2 separate regions of the Mus musculus genome follow, and region 2 is linked to region 1. The links are chromatin contacts, called in public Hi-C maps. All regions are on one chromosome and are shown on one strand. The core of a region is the stretch at or near the end of the contact, and the rest is flanking DNA. Distances in the headings are between cores, read along the strand shown. Region 1 holds the start of Ntn4 (netrin 4). Region 2 overlaps Ntn4 (netrin 4).

What was found. Hi-C and Micro-C count contacts between places; a contact is called where the count stands out from the background.
Region 2: a contact with region 1 is called in a Hi-C map of erythroid progenitors, with 3 times the contacts expected there. The contact joins the enhancer-like site here to the promoter of Ntn4 in region 1. A contact is called at or near these places in 3 of 39 promoter capture datasets (3T3-L1-derived adipocytes, frontonasal cranial neural crest and maxillary cranial neural crest), 7 of 484 Hi-C or Micro-C datasets (Sertoli cells, embryonic stem cells, erythroid progenitors and 4 more), 11 of 115 datasets of contacts at active chromatin or transcription factors (bone marrow-derived macrophages, cardiomyocytes, embryonic stem cells and 5 more) and 3 of 9 other capture datasets (adipose tissue, liver and pancreatic islet).

The regions. Positions count from the first base shown.
Region 1 is chr10:93,639,716-93,642,575 of GRCm38.p6, reverse strand. Ntn4 (netrin 4) reads right to left here and starts at 1,527. Exons shown (of 10, transcript NM_021320.3): 1 at 1,068-1,527. The coding sequence starts at 1,122.
Region 2 is chr10:93,678,049-93,681,160 of GRCm38.p6, reverse strand. The region is part of intron 2 of Ntn4 (netrin 4); the gene reads right to left. Gm15915 (predicted gene 15915) reads left to right here. Exons shown (of 6, transcript NR_038017.1): 2 at 636-712; 3 at 796-843; 4 at 1,698-1,911. Among named protein-coding and RNA genes, the nearest start is that of Gm15915, 3.7 kb to the left of the region's middle. Within about 2 kb of position 1,395, at least 86 of the 459 cell types and tissues checked have an H3K27ac peak or open chromatin away from gene starts, as enhancers often do. A contact at or near this core is called in adipose tissue, cardiomyocytes, erythroid progenitors and 6 more, where this site is marked.

The sequences.
Region 1 (2,860 bases), core at 278-2,777:
GCCTGGACTTAGTTGCTGGCAGCTCTGGGGAAAAGAATGGAAGCAGACCAACTGAAGAGATGCCTGCCCCAGGGCTTGGAACCTTCCAGTCGGTTCCTCTAACCCACACGTCTCTTTCAGGAGCAAGTCAAGTCCGTCTGAGGGGTTTGGGGTGGGGGATGAAATCAGACCCTCACAATTTTTCCCCACTACCCCACTGTGCTGTACTTAACCTAGCTGAAAACCAGGTGGCCTGCGAGAAGGGAGGGGGAGAAGAGAAAGAGGAGGCTCCCGGGGACTCAGACACAGCAAGCCTGGAACCGGTGGCCTAAAGACAGTCCAAGAGAGACAGGACCGTAGCGGGAGGGGAGAGGGGCATCTGCCCGTTGCCCGTAACCCAGTTACTGAGCCAAGGAACAGACCCGCCTCCGACCTCCTGCAGAGCTTCGGCCAGGGTACCGATTCCCCAGGGGCAGTCAGCCAGCTCCGGGCAATCACCACCTGAGTGATCACCCCCCATGGTCCCAGTTCCGAGTTCTACAGCGTTGCAGCCAACGCCCCGGGAAGAGGGCGCTCACCCTCACCCCAGGTGGCCCTACCTGGCTCTCAAGTACACAGAATGAGATCCGGGAAGGTGGCGATCTCTCTAAGTGAGAGATCGGTCTCGGCCCACGCACGCCCAGGGTCTCTGGGCCACCCCTCCTCGTCACTCCTCAGGCCATGGAGAGCCCGGGGATGGCGAGCTGGGTCCTTTGTTCCCCCTCACCAAGTGCAGAGGCAGTTTTCCCCCCCAAGCCAAACCCAGAAAGAAACATTGATCTCTCTGTATCTTCTGCAGGGCGTACCCAGGATATCTGGTTATTCAAGGACATGTGTATCTCAGTTGCAGGAGAAAAAAAAAAAATCAATAGTGTTTGAAACTGCGGAGTCGCGGGCAAAGGAGACGGAACATGGCCACTGGCTTCATCCTCAATAGCCGAGCTCTGGGCTCCCGGTCCGGGATCCCCTATATCCCCCAGCCCCCGAGCTTGGGTGGAGGGGCAGGAGCAAGGGAAGAGGGGTGGGGGCCCGGCCGCGTCACCACCCACCTGCGGCCACCGCGGAGCAGCCCCAGAGCAGCAGCAGCCGTGCGCAGCTCCCCATGGCCGGGCAGCTGCGGGAGCGGGTGGGATGAAGCGGCAGTGGTCCTCGGGAGCACCGGGGGCTCTGTGGTTCTTCCTCCTCCCGGAGCGCCAGGCTCGCTCAGTGGGCACCGTGGGCACAGAGCCGCGGGCCGGGGCCGCGCCAGGCGGCGGGGTGACCGTCGCGCACCGGCCTGGCGGGGCCCGGGCAGCTCAGCAGCGGCGGGAGCCCCGGGATCATAGCCGGCCTGGCCGCTGCCGGCTGAGCGGCCCTGAGGGCGGGTGCGCCGCTCGCCCAGGGCTCGGCGCCCGCAGCCGACGCTGAACTTTGCGAGACCTTTCACTTCCCGGCCGCCGCCGCCTCCCGGCTGTCCTCCTCCGCTTTTCCCACCTTCTGTGGCCGCCGAGGCTCGGTCCCGTCCTTCTCCATGGGCAGTTCCATGGGATGCATTTTTATTGCACCGACACCGCGGCGCTCCGGTGCCAGCCCTCCTCCTCCCCTCGCACCTCCACCCCTTCCTCCCGCCCGCCCCCCGCGCTTGACAGCCGGGCGGTGCAGACGCGCGGGTCCGGTCATTGTCGCCGCCGCCGCCGCCCAGGGGGAGGGGGTGTCTGCAGCCCCCGCTGCGCGCATCTCCCTGCCTGACCTCGCGGGTGCCCTCCAGCACCCAAGGGCCTCGCCTGGGAAACAGTCTCCCACCTTCTCCAGGAACATTCCTGAGAGCAGTTGACTCCCTCCGGATCAGGTCAGGGCATGCCAAGGGGCTTAAAAACCCGCGAAACAGGCGAGCGACTACTTTCCAAAAAATCACCCAGCAAAACAAGCCTTCCCCCCTCCCCCAACACCACTCCACAGCACCCATTCTCTGCGAGTCCCACGGTCTGGGTTAGGACCACCCCAGACCCCCAATTCTGCCTAGGGTACTGCCAGTGAACGCGCACCAAGTGCCAAGGGTCCTTTAAGTCTCTGCTACCTTTTTGGGGGGTGCAGCCCAAAGGAGTCGAAGGTGTACCCGTTTGGTGTAAAAGATGTTCTCACACGGCCTGAAAGACCAGGATCCATGATCAGGGAATCAACTGTTTAAGAACATCTATGTCTGGAGCATCGACATAAGAATGCCTGGGTCCTAGGTGCATTCACACATTCTTCATAGTATGGTGAGCAGGGGAACCATAAAGTTATGAAATATCTTATGGGGAGCAATTTAGCAGCAACCACAAGCAGCTAATTGTAGCTCAGGGCTGGTGTTTATGAAAGGAGATTAAATAGCACTTCAGCCTGGGACTTCTGTAACTTCTCTGAAAATATAGTTCTGCTTACACATGCAAAGAAATTGGCAAACGTTGAGTCGAAGGCAATTCTGTATTGCAGCATTCAGTGTGTGTCTTTGAGTATTTTCCAGAAAGTTAACTGCTTTGCAGATACCATTCAGTTATTATAAATTGTCAGAAATACAGATGGGGCCAATTAGAGCTTTGGGGGCACACGTAGATATTATTTATAATGACCGAGCTGGAGACATATAGGTTTCTATCTCTCTAAAGGAACTGAGTTGAGGTTAGCATAATCCACTGGGAGGCGTTAAAATTATTATTTTGGCCAGTACTGGAAGTGGCAGGCGACATGAGAACCGTCACCAGCTTTCGAAAACAAACTCTGAGCTTTCAAATACTGGCCACGCTGGAGCCTCCGTTGGCTCTCACAGGTGATGCTTCTGATGCAGTTGCTAAAATGCTTCTCCCAACTGTTCTTTTTATTA
Region 2 (3,112 bases), core at 146-2,645, 39 kb before region 1:
CCCGGAGAAGCAAGGTTGGTAGGAGGGGACAGCCCCCCCTCCCCCACACACACACACACTACCACCACAAGAAAGAAAGAAAGGAAGGAAGAAAGGAAAACGTATTTTATAGCAAACACCTGAAAAGGCAGGAATCCACTCTGGAGAGCCATGTCTCCATGCATATGAGGATAAAGCTGCTCTCAATAAGATATATCCATGCCTGGCTCAGGATTCCATAGACACTTGGCTTTTATACACTAGGCAGAGTGATTTCCATTATAAAAAAGGGAAGCTGAATTACTTCATACTCTTGCTTAACCATCTGTCCTCCTCTCCGCCCTGCCAAAGACCCATTTTCTTCAGAATAAAACACAGTCTTTCAATGGCCCTGCCTGATTTTGGTCCTTAGTACTTATAGCACTTGTACTTAGTACCTGACAGTCTATCTTTTTAGTACTTATAGCACTTGTACTTAGTACCTGACAGTCTATCTTGTTAGTACTTATAGTACTCGTTCTTAGGACCTGACATTCTATTTATAGTTCTTTATTGTTAGTATTTACAGTACCTACACAATAAACAGTATCTACAGTACCAGTACTTAGTACCTGAAAGTCTTCTTATAGCTGTTTATTGATCCATTGTCTTCCCAGGATAGACTGAAAACATCTTGGGAAATAGTCGCAGTGTCACAAGAACCACCCTGGCGCTTTGTTTAATGCATCTTTTGGTAAGTGACTTAATTACAAAATTATCCTCTGCACCTGAGTAATAGCGAGATTCTAAGCACCCTCTCTCTCTCTCTCTCTCCAGAGCCCCTGCGGAGACCCCGTGCTGAGTTCCACAGTGCAGTATCAAAAGGTAAGAAAGGACAGAAGAAACAGGCTGCAATTGCTAACTAACCAGTGTGTATACAGGTCTAGTTACTTCTAAGCATCTCAAACCTAGACCAGTTCTATCTTAAAAGGATTGTGGTCCATTTCTACCCACATGTAAAGTTGTTGGCAAAGTGACGCAGAGGGAAATTGAAATTCCCAACAAATTCTATGTCACCTAATTGAGAGTCACCGTAGAAGGAACAACGTTTGCTTTTTAAAGACGGATTAACACATTTCATATTTTTGAAAGTCTGAACAAAGAAAACTCTCCAAAGCTGGAGACATCATGGAGAAAACTGTAAATGAGACCGGTTTTCCACACGTCATCCCCAGACACCAGCATTTCTGTTATCTCTTCACGCAGGCATAGACAGGCTGGAGCTGGGCAAGCAGTGCCCACTGAGGAGCTGGTAGTGTGCTCTGTCCTGTCTGCCCACCCTTCCTTTTCCTGGATATTGGTGGCAGCTGTTTGCTCTCTGTTCCGGCCACGTGATTACCCTTGACATTTACCCCGACTCCCTCTCCCCACCCCACCGCTTTCACCCTGAGAGTTGTTTAGCTCCGGCACACGGGGGTGGGGGGCAGGGGGACGGGCCGGGAAGATCTGTCAAGGTTTGGGGAAACTTAGAGGCCCTTTTGCTTCCTGAACCCAGCCCAGGGCGGCTGAATGGCGGCTCTGTGCTGGGTGTGCATGACTCCACTGTTGGCACGCTGATATCAGCCGGGAAGGGACATCATGACCCCCGAGGCTGCGTGCTGGAAAGGAGACAGTACAGTGCTACAGACACAAAGGGGAATGGGAATTTAAACCATCAAATCTTTTTTTGTTTTTCCCAGAGAGGAGACACCTTAATCTGATACTCTGGGAAGGGGATCTAGCCTGTATCAGGAAGCAGAGAGGGAGCCAATCCAGATGCTTCAAAAGTCCTGGCAGGTGGCCCTTGGGTCCCCACCCAGAAGAAGCCTGTGTGTCACGACTGGAGAGAGGAGAGGCACTGTGGAAGCCTTCCATTTCCCAGAAGCCTCTTCTTGTTTTGTCCCCAGGAAGAGGGTAGGTGCCCATGGGCGAGCCTGTTATTGATCTGCCTTTAGTTGCTTCTGAATACATACTCCCAACAGGGGCACTTTTAGAGCCAGGAGCAAAGTCTCCCGAGCAAGACTGTTGGAGCCAATGTCCAGTGCCTCATGATTCTTTTTCCTTAAGTGAAGAAATTTTATTGCGCTTTAGTTACCCACATTCTGCTTATTACAGAAAAGTATGCCATTCAAACTTTAGAAGGCAATTAAGGGCCCACTCTATGTTTCACCAAAGACAGCCAGGAACATGAACTCAATAAAAGATCTTTCCCCCTAAACTCCAGTGCAGAGTGAAAAAAAAAAATCTGTACAGTTGGTGAGTATTCTTCCAAGCCTCTACATCAGTAGTTCTGAAAGTGTAGACCTTGGGGGAATTTGTTAGAAAAGCAAATTCTTGAGCCCTCTCTCAAGCCAACGACATCAGCAACTCTGCCAGCTTGGCTGAGCAATCTGACTTTCAGTGGGCCAGATTCGGATGCAGAAGAGAGAGTGAGACTCAGGGCCCTGCCATAAGGTTTAAAAACAAACCTGCTTAGAATGCCATCGTACGGATGACATAATTTATTTAGCGAGGCTGCTATTGTTAGGCAATGAAGCTGTTTCCTTCCCTGCGTAACCAAATACAATGAACAACAACTGAAATGTGGACGTCCATAGCCTTGTCCTAACTTAGCCTTGTCCTAACTTCCAAGTAAAATCAGTGGAGTAAAGGAAAAACGCATCATTTAAAACTGTCCTTCCCAGTGAGTCTTGGGCCCTTTCCCCTGGTCTTGCCTGACCTCTCTCCTTCTCTTTTGTTTTTCAAGACAGAGTATCACTATGTAGTTCTGACTGTCTTGGGAGCTCACTATGTAGACCAGGCTGGCCTTGAACTCACAGAGATCCACCTGTCTCTGCCACCTGAGTGGTGGGATTAAAGGCGTATGCCACCACGCTGGGCTTGCCTGAGTCTTATGAGGCTAGGATCCCTAACATGACACCTGTGGCTGTGGATTCTCTGCTCAGGTTCTTCTTATGCCCTAGTGTTAGGAAGCAATCCTTAAAGAGCCCTGAACGGGCTAGATTCTCTTTGTTTTCTGGAACTTTCACATCTGCAAGACTTAGTTGGAGGAAGCTGGTAACTAGGGATGGGCCCTGCAGTTGAACAGCCCATGATATCTTGGCAGCTGATACAG